2 separate regions of the Gossypium hirsutum genome follow, and region 2 is linked to region 1. The links are chromatin contacts, called in public Hi-C maps. All regions are on one chromosome and are shown on one strand. The core of a region is the stretch at or near the end of the contact, and the rest is flanking DNA. Distances in the headings are between cores, read along the strand shown.

What was found. A called contact is a pair of places that touch in the nucleus more often than the background predicts.
Region 2: a contact with region 1 is called in a Hi-C map of petal, with 1.6 times the contacts expected there. The contact joins two enhancer-like sites. A contact is called at or near these places in 5 of 34 Hi-C or Micro-C datasets (anther, hypocotyl, leaf and 2 more).

What each region holds. Positions count from the first base shown.
Region 1 is chrD11:54,498,758-54,506,445 of Gossypium_hirsutum_v2.1, forward strand. No RefSeq gene overlaps it. Among protein-coding and RNA genes, the nearest start is that of LOC121223119, 4.3 kb to the left of the region's middle. Within about 2 kb of position 3,969, at least 1 of the 9 cell types and tissues checked has an H3K27ac peak or open chromatin away from gene starts, as enhancers often do.
Region 2 is chrD11:54,537,567-54,545,254 of Gossypium_hirsutum_v2.1, forward strand. No RefSeq gene overlaps it. Among protein-coding and RNA genes, the nearest start is that of LOC107961882, 16 kb to the right of the region's middle. Within about 2 kb of position 4,760, at least 6 of the 9 cell types and tissues checked have an H3K27ac peak or open chromatin away from gene starts, as enhancers often do.

The sequences.
Region 1 (7,688 bases), core at 2,719-5,218:
ATTAAAATTAATCAATCTAATACTATTATTATTATTATTATTATTGTTATTATTGTTATTATTCACTCATTTCTACCTTTTAATCTTAATTTTGTTATGCACATTAAATATATATACGTTTTTACAATATATATACACATATTTTGCTAATATATATATACGTACATTTTAAAGTTGTAAATACATTTTTATATTTCATTTTTTTGTGTGCATGCATACACCTATATCCATATGTACATATACATATTTATACACACTTCTATTTCATAATTTCAATATATATATACTTATATCCATACATATTTTTTTATACATATACTGTTAATATACATGTACGTACCTATATGCTTTCCATATTTTATAATTTATAATTTATATATACATACTTACGTAAACTTTTATATTTAATAATTTTGAAATACATATATACATATATTTTTCATATTTTTATAAATTTATGTACATACACACTTTTTTTATAACGTATATACTTATATTATATTTTTATTTTTATTTTATTTTATAATCTATATACCTATTTATGTAAATATTTATGCTTTTTTTAAATCCATATACATTATCTTTTATTTATTTTCTTCATTTATTTATTTATTTGTATGTCCGTTATTATTATTTATTATGCTTTAGAATTTTTATTTGTTTATTGCTCGTCATTGTACATATGTGATTGATTTTATTTATATACATGTGACTTCTTATTTATTTATCTTTTTTTTTGCTCGTGATTATTTTATTTACATTATCATCATCATTTCATTACACCCATTTTTTAGATTTCAAAAAAGAAATTTTAAAAATATAAGTAATATTCGGTATTTTGGATCTTCGAGAGAATCGAGCCCTAACGTATTGGGTTTCGATTTTCTTCGTGAATTTAAATAATCGAGATTACTCTTTTAAAAATGATAAAAAGCTCATTATCGAGAATTCAATACGTTGTGTCCTAACGCATTGGATGTGACACATTGTTTTCTCGAGACGAGGATTTTTCGAAATAAATGCAATATTCAATGTTTAATATTTTGAGAAATTGTGCCCTAACGTATTGGGTTGCGATTTCTTCATTTGATTTAAACAATTGAATATTCTTTTAAACTTTATTACACGAATCTTTTCAAACTCAAGTTTTAAACGATATCGGGAATTAAAAAAGGATCGTGTCCTAACTTACTGGTCGTGATCCCTTTTTTAATCCAAGATAGTTAAATATCTTTTAAATAAGCATTTTTCATTCGCGTATCGGGAATTCGAGACATTGTGTCCTAACTTACTGGACATGATTCTCTTTCTCGAATAACGTGAAATATGCCCCCTTTCCCTGAAAATTTTCAACGTTTTAATTCAAGGATCGTATTTTTTAAATCTCTTTAAAGTTTTCAATTTTCGACATAGGTACCAATTTTGGGCGTATCGAGGGTGCTAATCCTTCCTCGTGCGTAACCGACTCCCGAACCCGTTTTTTCTGAATTTCGTGGACCAAACTTGTTGTTTTAATAAAATCAAACCGATTATTAAAAACAACCACTTTTCGAGGTGATCCAATCACACCTCATTAAAAAAGGATTGGTGGCGACTCCCGTTTCTTTTTTCAAAACTCAAGTCGATCCCGTTTTTCATCCAAAAAATGGTGTCAACAAAGATCTTTGATACAGTTAATAGAAACAACACTTTATCTTTCCACCTTGTGTAATTGGTTCCATTGAACCCATCTATTTTGATCATATCTTGATGAACTTTAACACTTGAAGTTAATTCAATTTTCATGTAAAAAATGCTTATAATAAAGCAGAGGGATATATAGTAGAGTATGCAATATAGGCTTTCAAGCATAAGACACTTTCCTTTTAAGGTTTTATTATTCCTCCCTAATACAACAAGGTTTTAAAATAGAGAAAATGGTATAATAAAAATTTTCTTTATATTTACAGTGTAAAGTTACTTATAGTAAGCACTTAACCATTCGCATAAACCATGTTTTTACCAAATTTATTTAAATCGGATTGGACTAGTTGGTTAAACCAGTTAGACCAAGAATCAATCAGGGTGCTGGCTTAGAAATAGGGGTTAGATTGATTGACTCATGAATTGCTCAGAATCAATTAAACCGTAATAAAAATTGGGTTTTGTTTTCAAGGTTTTGAAAACGTTTAGTACATTTAAGTTTATTTTTTCCATATTATACACTCGTTTGTTTACTCCATTAATGAAAAGCCAAAGTTTCCTTTGCCCGTGATTTTTCTCCTCTTCAAAAGATTTTTCCACGTAAATATTTGTGTGTTTGATCTTCTCTATTTTACTTGTTCATTGTGTATACGGGTCAATCCCCAACAGTAACCATGTAACAAAAAAACATCATTGTAATGAACATGAATTTGATAGATAATTTTAATGATATTAACAACTCTTAAAAAATATTACATCATCATTTTAATCAAAATAAAACATTTCAACTAATCAATGACATTGTAAAAGTTGAGGTACAGAATATTGTCAAGAAATTGAAATGTAAAGATTAAATTTTAAATTTAAGCTAAAGACCAAAATTTTAAACTTGGCTATTATTTTATAATGTATAGAAAAAATAAGGTGACATGTAACTTTGCCACATTCATAATTTTTTTTGCCAATATATTTATAAATAGTACAAAAAAAATTCACTTTTAAGCTTTCAATTACATATAAATTTTTTTATTCTTAAACACTTGTCATATGATACTAAAATAATAAGATAACTATCACATATAAGTATGTAAATTATTTAGCCTAATCAAAGCCGTTATAAAAATAAAGGACCAAATTATGTAAAAATAAAATATAAAAATTAAATATCAAATATCAAATATGAGTATGGTAAAAAAAAATCAAAACTGTAATTTTACTATTATCTTATATATAGTATAGATTATTTGCATAAATTGTTCTCACGTATTATTATTTTTCTCTAAATGTTAACACGATTATTGAAAATGTCGTGTCTCTTCAACACAATTGTTTTAATGTAAAATTTAATATATTCCAAAAGTATATAAATAGGATATTAATCAAAATAAATTAATTGCATTAAAAAAACTTAAGTTCAAATGTTTATCTTTTAATAAATATAATATAAAAATGACCTTCCACTAAGCTTATTTGTCTAATTATACATTCTTTATTTTAACTTTTCGGTTGAATAAATAATTAAAATTTTAAGCTACTGATATTAACATTTAATATTGACTATTTTTATTCGATTAGTAGCTAGAAAATCACCATAGGAAAATAAACTTATTATTTTATTCGATTAGAGTTTAAGATTTTTAGTAATATAATTTTAAAATAGTTAATGTTTTTATTATATTCAATAATTTATATAAATTACATTAAATAAAATTTATTATTTAATAAAATAAAAAATAAATACATAAATATGATTAATGAATAAAGAGTGAACTTGAAAGGGGAAAAACAACCAATAACTTAAATTTTGTTTTCATATTTCCGCACACGGTTCATAGTAGGAGATAAATACAAAGCGCACATGAGTCCAAGGACAATACAGAGTGGGTAAGATTAGATCGATGCTCCTCAAACATTAAATTTATCGATAGGGACAGGCCTCCGTTCACTATAAAATTTGGCAAAAATAGCTTCTAAAATCCTCTCCCTTTTCTCTCCTAAGCTCATCGCTTTGTTGGATCTAACGGAAAAACCAAGTAATTTTGTTAAATTGGTTAAAAGCATTGTTTGGTTATTTTGGTTGAAACAAGTATGAGACACAAAAATAGAGGTGCTGAGTTGGGCTCCTATGATTATAACAAAACGTCAAAATGCTTCTGTTTTGTCATTTTCCGTGGCGATCGGAGAACGTATTGTACGCCTTGCTCCATTGGTCTATAGGAATGCGGAAACAATGCTCCATTTTGTCATATTCCTGGAAACACTGGCATATTGAGTGGCGATCGGTGAAGGTATTGTACGCCTTGCTCCATTGGTCTATTGAGGCCTCGGGGAATGTGGAAAAATGCTCCATTTTGTCATATTCCTACGAACACTGGCATATTGAGTGGCGATCGGTGAAGGCAATGATGCCCTGCTCCACACCAAATCGCTCGAGTCTTGGCAATACTCGTAGCAGCATTGATATATTCACTAGCGATCAGTGAAGCCAATAAACATCTATGGACTCACATATTGATAAGAATAGGGTAATTTATTTTAATCTTATTGATAGACATTAGTATATATAATATTTATACAGTAGTAGTTACGTAGAAATAGGAAATGTACATAATATATTCCTAAATATATGCCTAAAAGATAAATAATAATATACAATATATTCCAAAAAGATAATAGCCCATAATAATATCTTAACACCCCCTCAAGTTGGAGCATGTAGATCACAAGTGCCCAACTTGCTAAGTAGGTATTCAAATTGCGGTTTACCAAATGCCTTTGTAAAAATGTCAACCAATACTTAATAAAGGTCGGAACATAAGAAGGTGCAATCAACCATCCTGAATTGCATCCCTAACAAAGTGACAACCCATTTCAATATGTTTAGTACGTCGTGAAATACAAGATTTTGTGCAATATGCAACACAAATTGACTATTGCAAAAATAAAGGAATAACTTTAGGATGATGAACTCCTAAGCTCAATAGCAAGACCTTTAACCACTTAAGCTCACAAGTGATGAAAGTCATAGACCTATACTCAGCCTCATCGAAAGAACGAGAAACAATATGTTGTTTCTTAGTTTCCAGGAAATAGGAGATTGTCCCAGAAAGAAAAGTCAACCAGTAAGCGAACGCTGAGTTAACGAACAAGCAACCCAATCACCACCCCTTTAAGGAAAACCACTATCAAATCTCAATATAATCCATTAACTAGGAGAGCCTTTCAAGTACTAAACAATATGCAATGTCACCTCCCAATGATCCTAGCTCGGCTCATGCATAAACTAAGATAAGACATGAGCCGAGTATGTTCAATTAGTTCTAGTCACTACCAAATAAATCAAACAACCCATCTACCATCTGTAGGACTCAAGATAAGTCAAAATCTTCACTATACCATACGCCAATCTATGATTTTTCTCTATTAGTGATCCTGTAGGCTTTGCTCCCAAAAGACTCGTCACCAAAATAATATCAAGTGCATATTTCCTTTGACAAAGAAATATATCCAAAGAACTACGAGTTACCTCTATCACCAAAAAAATATTTCAAAACACCTTAATGTGTACAGATCCCTTGGTGTATGTAAAGAGAGAATAATCAGAATATGATTGAAGAAATTCATACCCTTTCAGTGTAGCAACAAACTTAAAAAACCAAGACTAAGGAGCCGGTTTTAACCCATACAAAGACTTGCGCAAATGACCGTGTATGTTTCAAAATTAAATCTCTTATTTTACATATAGCATGAGTGAGATACATGGTTTAAGTACAGGGTCGTGTAACTCATAGTCGCATGGTCTTAGTCAGATACACGACCCAATCACACAACTGTATAACTCCATGCTACACGGGTTTAGGCTGACCACATGACCATGTGACCCCTGTTTATGTACTTTTCCTTACTTTTGCTAAGTTTTCAAATTAGTCCTTTCTCACTTCTGAGATGATTTTAGAGCTTCCATAAGCTTGTTTTAAGCTTGATTTTGTATGTAAAACATGAACTGAATGATGTATGAGATTTATTGAAAATTAAATGAATTCTTGATTTAAAATTTCATGTAAATGTTCTGTTAATTTGTTGTAGCATCTCATTACTCGATTCCAGTATCAGGGACAAGTTAGGGGGTGTTACTGTAACACCTGATTACCATTATTGACCAAAAAAATTGAGAAATGTAGGATTAAATTTAAGACATTAGAAATGTTTTGAATCCCGTTGGGACATTCAAAACTTTTAGGGGTTGAATTGTGATTAATTGGATTCTAATTCTTCTTTAGTTAGATTGGAACCGACTAGTTTCATAGTGGGAGACAACATGATTAAGAATGGATGGAGGGCACTGCCGGTGAGGATCGTGCCTAAGGAGCATATATAAGTGTAGGTGGAGATAAAATTTACTCAATTCTATTTACTAATATTTTCCTTTCCATAGCATTATCTTCTTCAAAAGGGGATGCAATTGAAGGAAACTCTGCATGTCACTGTAGTTGCATAGATTTAAGTCTGGAGGTGGAGAAATTGAGGAATTGGTAAGCTTCCCTAATCTCTGAGCCTATGAATTGAAGAAGGGAGTAGAGAAAGACTCCCAAAGCTTCAGTATATTTTAATGTTCTAGATTTCTAAGAACTGACCACCATTAGATTAACTGATGAATGGTTGTCATGCTTAGCTTTCAGGACAAATGAAGCTTGAATGATTCGGACCAACTGAACTATTAAGGATAAGGAAACAAGGTCGGTTTCTGCACCCTACCTCATGTATGATAAACGTTTTCTGTGATCTTGCCAATTATGTGTTGATTGTTTAACTATAGGTAAATCATAATGTATGGATGATTATTATATGCATGGTATGGAGGGAAATCATCGGCGGGATAGATGAAGTTAGAAAATGGGAATGGAAAATTTCATAGGATATTGATATATGTAAATTGTGATCTACGAAGCTCTAGGCCTTGTAAAGGGGACACTGCGATGTTTGAGCATCAAGTTTAGGATGACGAAATGATGGAATGGGTAGAGGAATAGGAAATAAGAAAATGGAATTCTGTTAAGATTTTGCCATCTGGGTGAGAGCAAAACCGTGATGTTCGAAGCTTCAGGCCTTGTGGAGGGGACACTTTGGTGTTCGAGCATCTAGATGGATATAAGATAAGACGATATTGATAGATTTTAGGTTCCACAAAGCAATATCGTGACAACGGTCAGTAAACTCTATGGGGAAAAACTACGACGACTGTAAGGTCCTTTAGGACGACACCTTTAAGGAGTCTAGGCTGTAAGACTATAGCTTGGCTATGGCAACCAATGTAGCCTGTCGGGATAGTAAACACGGGGTAATCTTCTGGGATAGCAAACTCAAGAAGTCCACTAGGACATAAATCATGTGTGTAATATTTGGAAACTCCACAACCCAGAAGGGATGCCAATGAATGTAAGTAGAGTTAGTGGTGTGACTAGGGTGATAAGTCATAAGAATGAACGAATTTGAGAGGTTTAAGAGACATAGACCACCAGGATAGTTAGAGAATTTGTCAAAGGTGCTGATGAATGGGGCTAAGGAAATGTCTCAACCCTAGTTAGGGTGGGAAGAAAAAAAGGCTCCTTAGATAAGAAGGTATACATAGTATATGCAAATACAAGTCCACCAGGTAAGCTGCAGGTTTCACACGGTCTAAACAGGCATGAATTAGTTTGCAATATGACGCAGTCATATATTGTAGGCTGATAAAAAAGCTACAGAAGAGTTTAATAGGTTGATTAGGAACTTCATGAGTAGAAAAGGATGCCCATGCTGAATGACCTGTAATGTTGTTAGAAGATAATGGAAAGCAGAGGCCAAACATAGCCATGAAAAATGGTAGAGATCTTGTCGATCTACCAAAGGTAGGAACTATATTACCCTGGGAAATAGATCGATAGAGCGAGGACTATGGTGTTCTTTGGTGCCCTAGTACTCCAAGGCAGTGAGGACATTGAATTTTGTAAGAAACACATGAATAG
Region 2 (7,688 bases), core at 3,510-6,009, 40 kb after region 1:
CCTAAAATCTATATACTTGAATTTTTTAGCAAAGAAAAATCAAAATTAGCCATCATTAAATTTTAAATTTTAGGCTCGGATTATAACCACATTTAACTCTTTTTTTTTTTATTTAATTGATTTGTCTTCAACAGTTTTACATGAAAAGCAAAATTTATAACTAAATATTAGACTCTTAATTATTTAATATTTAACTAATAATAAGATAGATTATAATGATAGAAAACAATCTATATTAGCATGTAATTTAAATTGTTCATAGTCCACCGAATTAGATTGAGCAAATGATTCATTAAAGGGACTATTATGTCGTCTATAAGTTTAATTCAGGAGGTAGTTTGTTTTGGTCATCGTAGTTGAATTGACTCCCAAAAATAAAGACATAAATTTGATTATCTAGACTGAGAATACATCGGGCAAAACTAAAATTGAATTTATCCAATATTCATTTATGGCTTTATTCACTTGTGATGTTTATGATGTGACTTATCTTAATCTTGAGTAACTGAATGCCCATTTTTATATAAGTCGTGTACTTTGATATATTGAAAACTTGTGTTTTCTTAGTAGTGGGCCGAAAGTTGGTATGTTGGACACATAACATATGCATAGAATTACTTTGCTAGCAATAATGGAATGATAACTCGATTAAATCAGTAAATTTTATCCTCTCACTAGTATTGTATGAATTATGAAAATGGAATAAAGTCATGAGTCATACAAATGACTAATTGTTATTGTTTGTAAATAATGATCATTTTCATTGTGGAAGATACAATGATGACCATAAAATAAAATGAATAGAATCAGGTGAATGTATTTAACCTAAAGAGATCATGAATGTCCTCAAAGGTATCACAAATATCAGAAAATTATTTAAAAGCTTAATATATGTAGTTTTTGTAATTGTATATAATGGAGAAATCAATCATAGTACTTTTATTGTATTCACTCATAATTAAATAACTTTATAATTAATAGACGAAAAGTCTAGTACATTAACTTTATATAAAAGCTTGGAGTCGAGAATCCATATTTGTATTGGGGAAGACCTAAAAGACTGATAAAAATGAAGAGAGCATTGTTTATAAACAACAAAATGCAAACTCGATTAAGAAAAAAAATCAAGATTGTAACTTTAGCTGCACTTCAACCACCATTGACTCTAAAATTGTCATTGCAAATTGTGGTGGCACCCCGAATTACAGATTTTGAGGATGATCACAACGCCTTAGATTAGAACATGGGAAGCAAGATTTAGGATTTATAGATTCATGCCCATGGACTGGCTTAAAGGGGATTAGGGTTGGGAGCTGAAGAATTTTGGACGGAATAGTTGCTCTCTGGAAATAGACATGAACGGTCATGACCCTTTTGTGAATATACCGTCAGGATACTTTTGTTTGTATTTATAATTATATTATCAACTTTCATTTAATAAACTGGGCTTGAAAAAGGGCCAAAAAATAAACTAATCAATAATTTTGGGCTTAAAGAAATAAAATATGTAAGCTTTAAAATATTTTAATCGCTTAGTTTATAAATCAAATCTAGATAAATGGAGTTAATTTTATCAAAATCAATTAAAATTTATAGTAAGAAAAATAATTTTAATAAATATAATATTTTTAAATAAAATGAAGAGAAATTTATTCATGTAATATTAGTGTATTATATATATTTATTATATTTGGGCCCTTTGGCCAATATTTTTAGATATAGCCATTAACAGTGTTGATGTGACAGTTTAGGTCAGCAAAATAGAAAATTTAAAATTTTTTAAAAATCTTATTTAAATTTTTTGTCTGGAATGAACTTAGACAACTAATTGCCCAGATTCATTTGAACCTACCACCGGTTTGTCTATGTTCATTTCAAACTTAATTTTCTTATAAATTACAAAAAATTACTTTTGTTAAATTTGTAAAAATTTATTAAATTTTATAAAATGTTGAATAAAATTAAAAAAGCTTAAAATTTTAAAATTATTAAAAATCATTTAACCGTTTAAGCACAAAATGAATCTATAAAATCATTTGCTCAAATTTATTAAAGATGATTTTTTAAAATTATATAAAGTTTTAAAATATTAAAAATATTTTTTTATAAAACCATATAAAGTGGGTATCAATGATTTAATTCTACTGATACTTTTTAGGTTATATAAAAAACAATTTAGGAAATAAATAAATGTATTTTTAAATTAATAATTATACTTGTAAAGTTTAAAAAGAAGTGTGGATATATCTCAATTATTTTAACCTTTTAGACTACACATGTGAGAAAATAAATTATACACTTTTTTTAATTGAAATATATTCACAATTTTTTTAACTTTACAAGTATTATTAATAAATTAAAATATTATATATTATATTTTGTAAATTATTTTTTTATTTTTATATAACCTAATGGTACCATTAGAGTTAAAACATTGATACACATCTTATATTTTAAAGAAAAATATTTTTAATATCCTAGACTTAAACTTTTAATTAATTTTTTTGAACTTTTTTTCATTTTATTTAATATTTTTATAATTTTAATAATGTTTTAAAAATTTATTAATTTTTTTCAAAAAATTATAATTTTAGATAAATCTAAAATGAATCTGTGAACATGGACAACCATTGTCCAGGTTCACCCCAAACCTAAAAAATTTAAATAATTTTTTGAATATTTTATTTTTATTAATGTGGCAATCGACAATTGTCACTGACATGGACTATCACGTCAACATCATTAATCTCTAACGATCAAAGATAAAAAAAAAATATTGGTCAAAGGCTTCATTAATTTTTTTTACAAAAATTCAATATATACCCCTTTAACCTTAATTTTTTTTTAATGATAAATTCAAAGTGATGCATCAAAACTTACCATAATGTATTACATATCGGTACAATATTAACTATCTTGATTTTGGCCCCAAAATATAAATTTGTTTTTTTACCATTTAAACAATGTGCAATATTGTAGCTTCACTCTGGTAAATTTATAAACACTAATTTATTTTTAAAACTAAAAGTGTTCTAAAATTCATATGATAGACATGGGAATTTGGATTGTGAATTCAGATATCCGATCTAAATATTAAAATTACTATCCGCTGTAGAAGCGAATAGACCTCTCGAATATCCATTATCTGAATCTGCATTAATAACACAACTCCAAATACAGAGATCTAAATCTAGATTTGGATAGCTGGTTACAAAATATTTAAGATTTTCCTTTTGGTGAGGTTCAAGCACAACCATTAATAACTAAAACTATACTTTAATTGTTGATTGATTCTTAACTTGATTGGCATAAACATTGTTGCTAATGCAAGAAAATAAAATTATTCAAAAAAAAAATTATAATTCACTATTTGAATTTGATTTCATATAGTAATGTAGAGTCAGATGCAACTAATAATATTTAATTCAGATTTAAATAATAATATTCGAATAATTGATCAATTCGGTTCAACATTGAGATGTAGCAATGACAAGGACAGGTATGAAATTGATGTTGGTTGGCTGCATATTTAAAGTGGCAGAGTTTTATTTAAACCCTCGGATACTTGCAAGGCCTTTCCGCAGCACTAAGTTTACATTCATTCCCTTATGGAAAAGTTACAACTCCTTTAGCATCTCTTCCTATCTTTTAAATTTCTCAACATCGATCTACCAAAGAATATGAGCTGTTCTTCGATGATGTGAAAAAGAGTAATCATCATCTTCTTCTTATTTTTCCATGGTTTACAGAAAACCTCGGGCTTGTTGTTGTGTGTAACAACAGGCAGCCCCAGGTTACAGCGACTGCCACCACCATCCTCAATTTGTTTTCCCTGGATTGATCAGATATCAACACGTGCAATGGTTTTATTAAGTCTTCCTCCCAAATAGTAGCCATCTTCTCATTATCAAACTCAAAAAGTTCTTATTAAAATCATAAGTTCTAACCTCTTGCTTGTATGATATTAAGCCCAACCGTATTGATCAGTTCTAAGTCTAAACAAAGCCAGAAAAATGACCTTAGGACCCATCTTCATAAGTAAACATTTTTCCCCTTAATTTCTGATTTGATATTCCCTGCTCGGGGTGTTTTTTTAGTTCATGTTTTTCATTTCTGATGAGATGTTACATATTACGTTTTCGTTAACACGTTTAATGTTTTCACTTTTATATACATTATTGATATTTATACATGATTTGTTTTTCTAATTTCAATTTTTTAACTTAAAAGTACATTAACGTCAATTTGTTCTTAAATCCCCACACACAACGTTGAAAATATTTTCGACAAATTGAGGGATCATATTTCATTACTTGTAAATCTTTTTTTTTTATTTTTTTTGTTTAAAGCATTACATAAAAAGTTTGGCTTGAATATTTCTATGACAATCTAGGTCTTACTAATGGCTTGAAACAAAAATGCAAAATCCCTTGGGAATTGTTCAAAATGTTCACCATTTACTATCTTCTTGCTCGAAAGTTGAATTTTGTCACATTGTTAAGAAAAGTAATTGTGTCGCCGATTGGATTGTTAAACACACCAAAAATCTGGATGGTTTTTTTTTTCATTGGATGGATTTTCCTCCAAAAGATGAATTTTTATTCGGACTTTAAAAAATTCGAAACCATGCATATCATTAATGAAATTTGTTAAATCGATTTAAAAACCTAGTTATTTTTGTTGAAACAAGTATGAGTCACCAAAATGCAGGCGGTCGGCCATTAGGCTACGTCATTCAAGGTTTTGGGTTTAGCTGGACAGCATATTCCTTGGCCTCTATAAGAAAAACTAAAGACAAGACGCTGTTCACTGATTAGGTTGGTAGAGTCGCCTATCTATCGCTCGATTTTTGGATATTCCTACCAACATTGATCGATTGGCTGGCGATCGGTGCGCATGCGCAATCGCTCGAGAGTTTGCACATTCGTGCGAGAATCGCTCTATTCACAGGCAATCTTTCGATTTTGGTCTACTGACTGGCGATAGGTGAACGCAGTTTTGGTCCACATACGCAATCGCTCGATTTTGGAATATTGGTTCAAGCATCGGACGATCGGGCCTTGTAAAACGCGCAATCGCTCGAGAGTTTGCATATTCGTGCGAGAATTGGTCTATTCACAGGTAATCTTTCGATTTGGTCTACTGACTGGCGATAGGTGAACGCGATTTTGGTCCACAAACGCAATCGCTCGATTTTCAGGATATTCGTTCGAGCATTAAGCTATTCACTGGTGAAGACATTGTATGTTTTACGAAGGGTTAATTCACTGTATGTGACAAATGTTTTCATATTAATGTTTGAATTTTTATTTTACTCCTTATTTTTTAAAATAAATAATATTTCATTAAAATGGCTGGACTATAAAAATTGGGATCGGGAAAAATTGTTAAGTACAAAGACCCCAATCTCAATTTTCTTATATATTTTATTTTTAATTACAATTCAAAGGAGTATTTGAATCATATAATATTTTATTGATCTTAATATATAAAAAAATATTTAACCTTTGAATTTGATAGTAATTTTCTAGTTGATCCTTATACCTCCTTTTTTTGTCAAGATTAGTCCCTAATTTTAAATTTTGTCAAGTTTCTTTTTTTTGCTAAAGGGTCCTTAAACTGTTGGATTTTTCCAAAAAAATTTAATTAGGTCTTCATGCACTCAATTAATCACTTAAAGTTAAAATTCTATTCACTTCATCTTTTTAACCGTTAAAGAAGGTTATCATTATTATTCTTTAGTTAACAATTGACCGAAAACCTTACAAATCATAAAATTTATAAAGAAAAAAAATAAAAATTTATAGAAAATCATAAAAATTATACAAAAATTATTAAAAATTACAATATTGTAAAACTATATATAGAAAATTGCAAAAACAAAAATATAAGAGATATAGAAAATTGTAAAGATCATTATAAATGAAAAGAAATTATATAAATTATAAAGATTATTAAATTTTGCAAACAAAATATTTTAAAAACTATTCAAATAAGAAAATTTAAAACTAGATAAATTATAAAAAGTGAAATATATTTAAAAATATAGAAAATTATTAAAAATAATTTAAATATTAATAAAATTGTTAAAAAATTTAAGTGCTTAATTGAAATTTTAAAGTATTTAATTTATAATAAAAAATTGGCTAAATGGCCTTTAAAGACTTTACACTTTCCTAAAAATATCAATTAAGTCCCTATAATTTTTTTTTTGCACTCAGTCCTTTGACCATTAAAATTAAAGTTAATAAAGTTAAAGAGTAATGGTAACTATTTTTGGGCTTATTTTGGTCACATGGCACACAATGATTGTGCCACGAAGTGAAAATTAATTCTTTATATTTATAATCATTTCAAAACCATAAAAATATATAGAAAATAATAAATATATATTATAAAAAAAATTAAAAATTATAAAATTATAAAAAGATAGAAAATTACAAAAATCATATAAATGAAAATTTATAAAAATCATTTAAAAAGTAAAAATAAAAATAAAAATAATATAATTATGAAGAAAAAATTATAAAAATTATGAAAAAAATTAAATATTAAAAATATTAAAAAGCAAATAAATTTACAAAATATTATAAAATATTATAAAAAGCATACAAATTATAAAACAGATTAAAATATATGAAAATTTATAATAAAAAAATATTTTCTATTTGTACACTAACCATCATTAACACTAAATCGCCAATTAAAAATTCTAAAATAGTTATTTGATCCATGAAGCAATCTATTATATATGTCCATTGCAAACCTCCCTAAAGCTTACATCCTTTTGTACGCTCTCAATAATAGAGAGTTTTCTAAAATGCAAACTAAAGCGGGGAAAATAATATTAAGAAGGCAAATGACAATTGAGGCTATATATAAAATTGTAGATAATTTTTATAATTTTATAATTTTCTATTTTTTTTGAATAATAATTTGTAATAATTTTGTAATTTTTTACATTTTTTATAACTTTTGCACTTTCCTATGTTTTTTTTATAATACTTTTAATAATTTTCTATATTATTAAATACTTTTCATCATTTCTACAATTTTTTATTTTTTCTTAATTTATATATATTTTTAAAATTTTAAAATTTTTTTATTTTAATAATTGTTTGTTTCTTTTTGAATTTTTAGTCATTTTTATAATTTATATTTTTTTGTCATTTGTAATAATCTTTATAACTTTTCTATACTTTTATAAATTTTTTCATTTTTCTATATTTTTATTATTTTCTATATTTCTAATTATTTTAAATGTAGAATATCAATTTTTGCTATGTGGTACAACTGTTATATCCCAAAATTAGGGCTAGAAGAAATAATGATAAAATTTAGGTTTTAAAGCATAATAAGAATAGGGTAAGTGAAATTAGAATGCCTTAACAATTATTGTTGATAAATAATTAACAAGAATTGAACATTAGGCTTAATGGTTAAGTGTTAGGCAAGTTAAGGTCCTAGGTTTGAACTCCCTTGATTGCACCCCTTTGTTGAAATTTTTTTTTTCTAATTTCCCTTAATGCTTGGCCAAAACCCTTAAAAATAGTTTCTTAAAAGCTTATGTCGAGAATAAGCCTGCTAGTTCAATGGTTAAGACATAGTATCCCTAATGATCCCAAGTTCAAAACTCTTTGTACACCTTCAACCAAAATATTTAATTTTCTTATTTTACCCCCATAAAG